Linked DNA regions of Zea mays: region 2 is linked to region 1. The links are chromatin contacts, called in public Hi-C maps. All regions are on one chromosome and are shown on one strand. The core of a region is the stretch at or near the end of the contact, and the rest is flanking DNA. Distances in the headings are between cores, read along the strand shown. Region 1 holds the start of LOC100382612. Region 2 holds the start of LOC103641778.

Evidence for each region. Hi-C and Micro-C count contacts between places; a contact is called where the count stands out from the background.
Region 2: a Hi-C map of leaf shows a contact between it and region 1, with 4 times the contacts expected there. The contact joins the promoter of LOC103641778 here to the promoter of LOC100382612 in region 1. A contact is called at or near these places in 1 of 25 Hi-C or Micro-C datasets (leaf) and 1 of 3 datasets of contacts at active chromatin or transcription factors (seedling).

Annotation. Positions count from the first base shown.
Region 1 is chr10:128,846,571-128,852,696 of Zm-B73-REFERENCE-NAM-5.0, forward strand. It overlaps LOC100382612, which reads right to left and starts at 1,279. Exons shown (of 3, transcript NM_001366798.1): 1 at 1-1,279. The coding sequence starts at 489. LOC118473595 (endoribonuclease Dicer-like) reads right to left here. Exons shown (of 2, transcript XM_035963495.1): 2 at 4,777-5,227. The coding sequence ends at 4,979.
Region 2 is chr10:128,962,833-128,968,944 of Zm-B73-REFERENCE-NAM-5.0, forward strand. LOC103641778 reads left to right here and starts at 2,392. Exons shown (of 3, transcript XM_008665113.3): 1 at 2,392-2,537; 2 at 2,612-2,804; 3 at 2,889-3,265. The coding sequence starts at 2,425. The coding sequence ends at 3,185. It overlaps LOC109943199, which reads right to left and starts at 4,131. Exons shown (of 2, transcript XM_020546131.1): 1 at 3,798-4,131; 2 at 3,380-3,731. The coding sequence starts at 4,094. The coding sequence ends at 3,405. LOC109943021 (protein MAIN-LIKE 1-like) reads right to left here. Exons shown (of 8, transcript XM_020545761.3): 4 at 5,871-6,057; 5 at 5,580-5,788; 6 at 5,195-5,489; 7 at 5,042-5,125; 8 at 4,263-4,965. The coding sequence ends at 4,687.

The DNA.
Region 1 (6,126 bases), core at 29-2,528:
ATATGGGTCCTCCATGACCCCAATAGAGTAGGACATACTAGGAGGCAACCGTGAAAACTGTTCCATGCCTCCAGCACCTGAGAGGCCTCCACACACAAAAGAATCCTCAAAACCACCAGTATAGGCACCACTCCATGGCTCCGGAGTGAGCATAAAAGCCTGGTTCAAGTAATAACTCAGGTCATCAGAGAAATCATCGTCATCACCGCTTCCAAAATGCCCAGCACCAGACATGAACGTGAGGTCCCCGATGCAACTGGCGATCGCAGCTGTGAACGTAGTTTCCAGGTTCATCCCAAAGGGGTCCGTGGGTAAGAGATCCACAGGATCCGCCTCCTTCATCTCCATCTCAGGCTCATTCCACCACAGTGAATTCACCCCGGAGGATGATACAGGAGAGGCCTCATCCGACCAGCACCCACAACCAAGCATCATGTTGGCACATTCATCGGTCACCAGGAGCGAGCGTGACGAGTAATTCAGCGCCATAACCTCCAACCTCCCTTCCACTACCTCTCTATATCTCTCGCTCTCTCTTTTTTTTCTCCCTCTCTATTTTCTTTTTTTCTTTTTTCTTTTGATTTTATCTACAGACGACGATAGAACACGCGGCCCTAGATCTTCTCAAGAGAAGAACCCTCTATTCCTGGTCCGGGCCGATCAAAAAAACACAATCCCTAGGACCAAAAACTTCACGGAGCAGTCTCGATCACGGAGCCCAATCCAATAGCAGAGAAGGTAGACGTCCAGACGTCCCCCTCCTAAAAAAAACGAATCCCCTCTACCAATACACCCCCAAATCTAATCAGCCGACATCACCAATACCACTCAGCCTGGATAATCACGCCCAAATCGGCAGAAACAATTAGCACCAATACAAACACTCCTCAGATCCCAGCAACAGTAACAGTGAGAAAGGGAAACCAGAAATCCCCAAACCGGTACGGCGAGGCTTCTCGAGGCTCGGTGGCGATTGGCGAATCGGGCTGCAGGCAGATGCAGAGCTCCGAATGCGGCGGCGGTAGGACGGGTGGTGCTGGGATTGGAGTGGAGACGGTGGCGCGCGCAAACCCTACGCGAGAGGCAGGCTATGAGGAGAAGGTTGTGGTGGTGTGCAGAGGGGGGTGGCGTGGGGGTTCCGCAAAAATCTCGAAGCCTCCTCTTCCTTCCTGGCTGCCGTCCCCTTTGGTCTCTCTTCCGCGCCGCGCGGGGGGAGCGGAGGAGAAGGAGGGGTTGAGAAGGGACGAGAGCGCGTGGCGGCCTCTGCTCTGGTGGGGGCAGCGGCTGGCTAGGCTTAGTTTCGCCTTTTAATTTGCGTTTTTCTCCCGTCCGGAACGGGATTTTCTCAAAATACAACGAACGAACTTGCGGGTTTGCGCCGTTGGGATAACGGTGGGGCTGGCTGAGGCGGAGTGCGCAAGGCGATGGTTGGAATGCTGCGCCGTTTTGGCGGCGTTCAGTTTCACTCAGATTCTAAGATCGTAGGATTTTGTTTTAGATAAGTGTTACCTCTGCATTATCTAAAATCTGTTGAAACCAAACATGACCTTTACTATTTGGAAACTCACTGAACATGAAAAAACAATAAAAACCGGAAAGACGCCATATCCGCGTGAGATGGAGTGGTACGTAAAATGGTGCAAACGAACATTTGTGGAAGCAAGAATATTCTTCCATATAAAAAATTAGTCAGTTGCTCTGATTTGCTACTATTGTTATATATCAAATAAATAGATATTGATATATTTATTTAAATATAATTATTGTTCATTTGTAAACACTAAGATATGTGTTGTCTAGTGGTTAGCCCTAAATTTTATGAACATTGAGCGTGGGGGTGAGTGCTAGGTAGACGCAGTAGCTGCACGAGCCCTGAGGTCCATAGAAAGCGTTGATGTGAGGTCCATAGGGTACGACGCGCGATGCGGGGCGTCTGGAGTGGGCCCAGAGTGTCGGCACTGAGGATTAAGATTTTAATAGAATAGTATAAATTATAGCATCTTCGGTAGTTTCCAGCAAAATATAAGCCTCCTTTTGAATGCGAGAATTTCATAGAAATTATATGAAAATTTCACATGAATCAATTTACTTTCACAGAAAAACACATGAAAACAGAAAAACTTCCCTCAATCCAAAAGAGGCCATATACGATAAATCAATGAGTTCTCTAAGTGCCTATAAAATATTGAAATCACATTTCTTCGGTTCGAACAACTTTCAAAAACTTGTTTCTAAAATATAGCAAGTATTTTGTATTAAAATTTTCGAATGGTTATAAAACACACCAAATAATTTTGTATCTTTACTCTCGTAGAGTAATTCCAATAGTTATGTATAATTGTACTTCCTAAATGCTAGATTTAGCAAATCCTCAAATAATATAGGAAGAAAAAAAAACTCATCTCCTCCTCTCTATATATTAGAGTCTAAATATATTAAAACTTATCATGCCACCAGTTTGATTGGGACCACTTTTTTACTTTTGTTTTCATCTCTCTTTCGTATATCGATCTCAAAATTTTGACATGACAGATTCAACCTGGTGAGCTGTGTTGGTTTTTTATTTGCTACAACAATTATTTATTCGATAATTTCCGACGTGTGCATGTACGATTGTTGTATTGTCAATTATTTAATCTCAAGATGACTAGTTGCCACAATTGTATATCGGTGGTCGGCGTATAAGCCCCTTCTAATATATCTTTACTACAAAGTGAAAAAAATACCAAAATAAATAAGTAACATAAGTTTTTGTTTAGGGAGTTGCTAAATAGTTGCTAGATGTAGAGGAAGAATGAGGTTAAATGAGAAGTAGCTAAATTTTAAATAAAAGCATATATAGAGATGTTGAGGATGAGTTTTTAGATTAGCTGTCTAAATTGTTGATTTAGAAATTGTTTTAGAGAACTACTCAAGTTGATCTTATGCATTTGCATTGAAAAAACTCTGTTACTCCTTATTCTTTTCATGTTATGGTACCTCCAAACCGGTGAATCGATAGGTACACGGATATTTCCATGCGATTAGTTTGGTTTTCCAAGTGCATTAAACTGGAAGTTAAAATAAGAAGTGGTGGAAGAGAAGTTATACTTAATCTTACAAAAAATATAGATTGAAAGTGAATTTTATAATTTCTGGAAGATGCTCTAAGTTAGCTTTATATTGTCTCCCAAAAAAATACAACTACATACGAAAATGAACTAAATGGGAACACACCTGTGTACACGAGACTTTTGTTTCCTCTGCTTTGTCTAGATCTGATTTTTCTTCCAAAATCTGTTGTCCATCTTTCCTAGTTTCTGAGTACTATGAAATAGAGCTAGCCAAACAATAGCTGAAGGATAAGACCAATGATTAAGTTAGTGAATCTATTTATTGTTGCGCCTCCACCCATAATGAAAACAATAATGACATGATGCAATAATAAAAGGAAACTTCGATAAATTGGAGATGTTAGAGGACGAAAAGCGGTAATAGTAGAGTTAATACTACAAGTGTCGCCAAAAAAATTACAGCCCTCTCTTTGAGTCCGCACGATTAGATTGATTTTCCAAGTGTAAAGAAACTGAAAGGAGTTGTTGAAGAGAAGTTATTTTTTATCTTACCAGGAAATATACAGATTGAGAATGGATTTAGACTATATTCAACAATTCACTCTATATTTTTCTCCTTATATCTTACTAGGTGAATGCCCGTGCGTTGCCACGGGAGTTAAAATTTAGTATAAAACATAGATACAGAAATACAAACATCACTATGATATGTTAAATCCATGTGGTAAGACTGTTCCAAATTATAAATGTTTTAGTATTTCTAAAGAATCAGTATTGAAGCACACATTGACGACGTCATCCGTGGCGCCCATGACGCCGTAGTGACACAGCATGTCGCAGAGGCGCGTGCCGCACTGCATGGACGTGGAGATGGCACTGAGGCCAGTTCAAGCCCACTTTCTGGCACACCCTGTTATGCTCCTTGTGTTGGTTGGCCACGCATACCAGCGTCACGGGGAGTTCCAAGGCCTCGAACTCCGTCACCAGCTGCTCCATGGTTAGCTTGGCGGGGCGTCTCACGAGAGTCACGAGCCCCACCACCACGTATGTCGGTTAAGTATGTCGGTAAGCCGATATTCTTAACATAAGAACGTTGATCTATTAGAGTAAGAACGTCGGTTTCTAGTCGACATTTTTCTAGTAGTGGTAGTGGTGCGGTGCCGGGGTGATGAAGTCGTGCGCCATCAGCCACGGCACCAAAGGCTCTAAGTTGAAGGGGTGCTTGCCCGTGAGCCGGACAAGCGCCGGGTGGCGCCGCACCCACGCGTCAGATGTGGCCTCGCCACGCGAGTCGCAGACGGGTGGCTCCACCTCGAGGCACAGGAGGTACGATGATCGCCAGTCCGGCGGGAATGTTGTATTTTTCCATGGAATCAAAATCGGGGCGGGTGCGACGCTTGCCTCCTGGGCCACCGGAGCAGAACATGTTGAAGCTCTTGGGAGGCGCAATGGTCGACCACGGGTGGGGGGGGCAGGTGCCGCTCAACAGAGGTCGCCATTGTCGGCACGAGCTACGAGAACGATTTTTAATTGTGATGTCTAGAGCTCGAGGTTAATCGGAAGCTCGAGGAATATAATCATGCATGCCCTCAGAAAGAAAACACACAATAAAAAAGGAAACACAATAAATTAGGCAAGGGAAACAGTCAGTCACGATTTTCTGATACAATCAGGCGGTATATTAATAGATATTACACGACATTATATATGAAGCAAGTATTAACACAACATTATATCAATAGATCGGGAAAGTATATTACACGGCAATTATAAGGGAAACACAATAAATCAGGCAAGTATATTACACGACATTGCATAGAATACAATCAGGAGCAAATTCAGATACTATGCTGATCCAAACTGCTGTATTCGGTAGATTATGTTTGCAAATCTACGATTCTAGGGACAACTCACGTAAACAAAACTTAAGATTTCAAAAAAGAAGCCAGGTTAGGTAAGACTACCGCAAGACTGTTACTGCAAGCAAGCTGGCATAAAGCTGCATTCGAGATCACGTTTTTCTTCATCTTGGTCAGCGCGCCTTCATGCTGATTTTTGTATTTGCCAAAAAAGTGTTGGGCTGTAATATAGTTGAAAAAAGAATCCCCAAGTGTCTCTAATGATTCCTGCGAAAAGTCCTCTCGGCAATTCTTTGCTGTAAGTGCTTCCAGAATCTACAAGTCAATGAACATGGGTTAAAAATAAGAACTATGTTCGTGTAATGCCACATCAATCCGAAAGTGACTATTGCATTAGGTATGAACATATGGGAATGATCAAACTACTTCCAACGAAAAGAACAATCGACAAATGCATGTGTAATGTATTGACTGTTTGATGGAATGCAAAATTTCTACAGAAATCTAGATTTCACCAGAAACAATTACATTTTGACAGCGGGGAGTTCTACACACTTTTCTGCTTAGACTTGTCAGATCTCTATCACAACAGCTACAAAACGATCAGAAGCCTAAGCATGTAAGGAGAGAACATGAGTGATGATCATGTACATCATGATGGGCGAACAAATCAGGAGCAACTACACCACTGCTGGGAAGTAGCGACGAACATTAATTACATTACAAAATAGTATAGTAATAACTAAAAACAACCCTACGTATTTACCAGTCTCCATATCCTACATTCTTACCTTAATTACTCTGGACCAACATGCGCCAGTTTACTGGCTTAACACTGGCGGTACTCCATCACTAATTTTTAGTCCCTCTATTTTATTTCATTTTAGTTACTAAATTTCTAAATATGGAAACTAAAATAGAGTTTTATTTTCCATATTTAATATTTTAGGGACTAAAATATAATAAACTTGATGGACAAAAAAATTAGTCCCTATAAACCAAACACCCCCTTAAATAATTTACATAGTTTTAGCTCTCTCAGATACTGCTGAGCCCCTCCTCTCTAGATGTTTCAATATCACCTTCGCTTGCATCGGCCCTGCACATGAGGGAGCCAAAACCAAAAAAATTGACCATGGCAGACGCCTGCCGCCCCTGCTCTCCTAGCTCCCGATATGCCCAAAGTTGACACCACTATGTCGTCTAATGTGCTC
Region 2 (6,112 bases), core at 1,142-3,641, 120 kb after region 1:
ATTTACTGTTATGTAAGAATAAAGTTATTATATATGAATGAACACACCAATCCTCTCAGTCACATGAACAACACGTGTTTTCAGCCAAGTCTGTTCCCTCCCTCCATCCGCAATTCCGCATCTCCCGGTTCACACAATCACACTTTTCGTACCTCCTGGCCCCACGATCTGACGTGTGGGGGGCCAAACGCTGACACGAGTCGAGAAGGCTGGTGTGTGGGCCACTGCTGATGCAACGTTCTCCCACGCACGAGCACGACAAACGTCGGATTGTATTACGTGACATCCAGACGGAGACCCGGGACCATATTACGGTACATGGATTGATGGATCATGCATGGACGCATGGATAGAGCGGGAGCCGTGAGGAGCAGGGATACCAATAGTTAACCAAAGCCCAATATCCAATGAGTAGAACCCTATTAGAGCATAAGTATGTTGAATTTTGATACTCATGTATATTTTACTAAATATGATAGGTATGAGTATGTTCTCTGTTGTTCCATACCCGCTAGCTCGATATTAAACTCGCTAACATATGACATGTGCATTCGAATTAAAGGACTTGTGCTAAATAGTGTTGACTTTGTGATAAAATTATGCTGGGTTCGATAAATTTGTCATGCTAACACATAAATAATATATTATTTTAGTATCTTGTAGTACTGATAAGGTATGTGGTTTTAACATTTCGTATACAATATTTACTTTTATCATCATGTTTATTATAATATTAACGAATATGAGTATATAATGCTTAGTAGGTATAAGTATGAGATATTTTTCTTTAGACTTTGTTCGGTTACATGGGATATAATCCCGCCATGGATTTAATTTGGGTATGGATTGGGTGAATCCATATCTCACACCCAATCCTATGGTGGGATTAAATCCATTAACAAATCAATGTGACTTTCAAAGCTAGTTATTCTTTTAATCCATGGATTCTAATGTAAACTTGTGCAATATCTCATGGATTTGTTCCATACCTAATGGGCTATGGATAGAATCCATATCTTCCATAGTTTAAAAAATTTCCAAACCTTTGGGTTATATTCCATGATGGGTTTAACCGAATAAAAAAAATTAAGTAGTCATGGATTATTTTGGGACATGGATTGAGGCATGGATTTAATTCCAATCCATGCTAATCCAAAGCGGGATTGGTGTAAACGAACAAAGCCTTAGTGAGTATGAGTATGACTGTGTGTAAATTGGATATATTTATCCAATGCCATCCTAATGAGGAAGGAGAGCTTTGCTGGGCGTTGTTCCTTACACGTGTTCCCCGCCGGCCACACGTGGAGCCGCCGTGACGGCCTGACCGGAGACGCGACGCCGAGCGGGCGGCGCTGGCCAGGATCGCGGCCGATAAGGCCTGCGCCCATGGGCCACGGGGCACTGGCTGCCAGCATACAGAAAAGCGGCGCACGGCTGCGTGGTGACTGGTGAACAGGTTACAACCTTGCAGGGGGGCAGGGTCTCCGTGTTGTATAGCTGTTTGATGGTCCGGCTGTGGTTTGTTTAGGAGACCAAAATCGTATCATCGTACTGTATTATATTATGGGGTTATTGCATGTTATTTATTTATTTTAGATATAGTGAAATGAGACTAGACATTATATATATACACACATATATTTCATTTTGATTGGAGTTATATAAAAAATTAGTTATTTTACTCTATCTCTACCACTACCAGGCTACCAGCCGTTTGGAGGCCGAGCCGCCGAAGACACGAGCGATGAGCAACACCGGCACTTTCTGAACAAAGACTAGACGAAGACGTCCATAGAATGATAGAAAGCGTGCCGTTTCATTCTCTCGTGAGGACGTCAGCAGCTATGAGTAGTTGCAGCGTGATGCGGACATTGCACTTGGAGAAGAATAGGAGATCTTCGCTTTCGGCAGCACCGTTTTTGTCCCTCAAGAAGGGAAAAAAAGCGATAAAGGCACTTGTGTTGGGCGCACGGCGGAAGCGCAGCACCCAGCGCCCGCCCGGCGAAGCCCCCCTGCTGCTCTCGGCAATAAGAACGGGTAAAAACTAAAGAGTGAGGCATCTGTAAGCGCTGACGCACGCACGCCCGCGCGGCGTGCCGCGGCACGGCAGGAGCAGAGCAAGCGCGCAGCGACTTGGCCGGCACGGAACGAACGCGTCGGCCGCACCAACTTTTTTGCAATTTGGCCCTTTTCGGGTTTTTTTCCCACATTTATGCCCCTGGCAGTTTCATTTCAAAAAATGGACCCTTAGCTCGGCGCCGTCATCATTGGCGCCGAGCATGTGTGTGCCGGCGCCAATACTATTGGCGCTTATACGTCAGACGCCGGTGGGATCTGGATTGACGTGGCACGTACCTCGGCGCCATAGATCTTGGCGCCGAGGTAGGCGCCCGGTCAACGACGCCTACCTCGGCGCCAAGATCTATGGCGCCGAGGTACGTTCCTATAAATAGTACCCTACGTCTGGCTTGTTGCTGTGCTCATTTCAATTCTTCTAAACTAGAGATGTCTAGGCGTGGTAAATATGCTAAACAAAGGTAAGTTTTGGATCTGCCTCTTATTTTGTGAGTCTATTATATTTCTGATTGTTATAGAGTTTATGGAAATTTAGGAAGGGTCCTTTGACCGGAACTGCCTTCGACCCGCTGCCTTTGCCAAGTGGTGTTCCAGTGCCTATGTGTTTTTGTGGTGATCCTTGTAAGGTCGATAAGTCTGAAGATCATGACACCTATCGACAGAGGTATTGGATGTGTGCTAACTTTGCATTTGAGCCAACTGTTGTTCAACGTCGGATGAATTTAATGGTGAGAATAGTCTTGTAATATGTTTACATTTGTGAATGTTTTTGTAAATGTTTTTTTGCGTACTAATAATTGCACATTTTGTAGACTCCTCCACCGCTATGTGATTTTGAGCAGTGGATTGACACCGAAATATCAGAGAAAGATAAGAAGTGGCTGGAGAATCTTCAAAAGTGGGATGCAGAGGACAAAGAGAGGATGAAAAAAAGACGAGAGGAGCTTGCTGCCGAGCAACAACGTGAAGACGAAGAGAAAATGAGGCGTGTTGCTGAATGCAGGGAAGATAAGGAGAAGAAGCTTGAGCGTGCACGTCGTGCAAAGGAAGCAATGGAGGAGAACCCTGATGCATTTCGCAAAGGCAAATGGCCCCGTTGTACTCAGTAGTATTGGTGTTTTATTTGAAGTTATGTAATAATGAACTTATTATTCGGTAATATGTATTGTCGAACAATGATATTTCGTAATGAATTACCTTCAAATTGATGAAAAATTACATAAATACATAATTCATGAAAAGTAGATTTAAAGCAATTCTTGAAGGCGACTTGAAGCAATTGAAATAGATAACCAACACGCTAAAAGCAATTGATACATAAGAGTTTTCTAGTAGTGCTCCCACATTCCAAATTGAGTTGAGCCTTCCCCATAGTATCCTCCCATTGTTGGTGTCTGCTGTGGGTGCGGTGGAGACGACGGAGGACCAACATTCTTGTTGTGACAAGGGCAGCAACAATATGGATCTGGGCATACTTGCACCTGTGAAGCACCACCATTGTTTGTGTCTCTTTCTTCCTCATCATTTTTGTTGCTTACTTCTCTCTCTAGATCAAATATCCTATTCTGTAGGTAGGATATGTATTCCGCATGAGGAAAAATTGGACGAGGATCTACCCAACGAGTGAACCCACAATTCTCCTTGACCAATGAATGCTGCATAAATGTTTATAGTTAGTTCCACCATGTATTTAGAAAAAAGGACTAGAAATTAATTTGTACATATGCATAAGGACATCTGAAGAAACGCCGGCCTCCATCAATTCCACCCTCAACGAACATCTGCACCAAGCAATCCTCGCCATGCATGCACTTCGGCCAATCTTCTCTCCTATTATCGTAGGACCTAAGTCTAACCTCTTTGTTGAAATCTTTTTTACTTTGAACTGGAAAGTTAAAAACCGCCTCTTCAAAAAAATCTGGACCAAGAGGGCCATCAAAAGACATTGGAGTTAACTTCCCTCCATCCTTTCGTCTCTCATTTACCGCACCCTTGCCCCTAGAAGACCCTGAAGCCATTCTATTGCACAATGAAGCAAATGTACAAAGGATCGTGTATATATAGGCTAAAGGATAGATAGTGTAATAGATTATAAACATCAGATATGTACAAAAACTCTGAAAGGGCTATGTTCTAGTTCTGAAAAGGCTACATGTCCTACGCTATGTTCTTTTTCTGAAAAGGCTATATATACAATCCTGAAAAGGCTATTTTTACACTCTGAAAAGGCTATATAAGCACTCCTGAAAAGGCTACGAAATGGATCTGAAAAGTATAGATGCTAGTCCTAAAATTAATGCTTCTGAAAAGGCTATGTAATAGTTATGTAAAGGCTACATGACATAACCAACAATTTCACAAAATTTCGGCAGAGTTTTCTCTGTTTTTTGTCAATCCAAGACATACTCATAGATAAGCATAACATACAAGTGCATACAATTGTAAACAATTCCAAGCAAGCTCATAAAAGTCTAAACAAGTTCATTACAAGTCCATAGAATTCATACAAGTCCATTAAAATGTCATACAAGCCCGTAGAGGCCAAATGAGTCCATTACAAGTCTATATAATTCATACGTTACATAACAAGTCCATAGAGTCCAAACCAATTCAACGTCTCCTAGTCTTACCCTTGCCTAAAGCGTCGGTGCCTGGAGTGTAACGTTGTGGAGAGCGGTGTCGCCTACGATCCTGTGGTTGTAATGGCTGTGTCGAAGGAGCCCCCTCGAGCTGTGAAGGTCCTATCTCGTCGTGATCGTAGTCGAAGCCAGCACCAAGACCTGTGGAGGGCGTTGCTGTGTCGGTACACGATGGTACATGGACGTCATGTGCAACAGTAGTCCTGCAGCCACAGCGAGCAGCAGCTCCACGTAGGCGCCTAGATAAACGCTGCATGCCAAAGACATATTAGTTTACAACATATTCATAACACGCTAAAGGCTATAAACGATGCATGTGGGCTTACCTGCAAGAAGCTGCGCATGCTGCTGTCGCCCGTAGTCAAAAGTTGGCGATCAATGTCCTCTACCGACCGTCGCAATGTGTTACCCTGTACAACACAATTTGCATCACACATACTATTTATACATGTCGAGTATTAAAATCGAGTAAAACTTACCACTCGATCTAATATGGGTGCCGCCTCCACTTGGGTTCCCAGTCTAGTGGTCAGGTCATACTCCGTTTCTTCATCGTCTGAAGAATCAATGTCGGCGTAGTCTTCCGCTGTCCACTGCTGGCGAAGCTTACAACGAGTCGCACCCTGGTACCAAGCTTGGTACCGCCTGTAATCACTATTGTTGTGCAACTCATCGTTGGAATATACATTCTCAGCACCCGATTCCCAATCATTTACTAATATCAGATGATGTTGACGAAAGTCCGTTATCTTCTTTTGCTTCCGCCGGTCAAATCTACACACAAATCATATCATATAAATAACACAAAGTTAAGAATGATTGATGTTATAAATTGCAAACTGGATTTATAGATTGCGAACTTACTTGTGTAGCTCCTTTGAAGTAGGAACATCTTCAACCGGCCATAGCTGGTTCCTACCAAACTGTCTCTGAACCCTGTGAGGTAGGTGCCACTCAACACACCAGAAACAGACCAAAGGACATTGCATCATATAGAGTTCATCTTCACTGCTGCATACTACACTAAAGATCATCCCAGCATACTCAGGTGCGTTGTATGGCTGCCATGTGACCTAAAACAAAAATGAAGCAATCTATGTTAAGTATAATAAAACAAATTTCATAACGATAAGTTTTTCATTGTTGAGTACTTACGCTAGAGGCAGAAAGGGTGTCAAACTCGTTAACATACTCCATGTATGCCCTCTTAGCTCTCGCAAAAGGAGCTGCCACTTGGTCCCAAATATAAGCATACGTCGGTCGAAGACGATCATTTCCATGAATCATCCATGGCCAGGGTCTAGGCTGGAAAACACGTGGTCGACCAACTGGTATGCGAAACCTGCAAAATGAAATTTATGTTAGTAAGTAATATAGCCTTATTAAATAAAATTTTG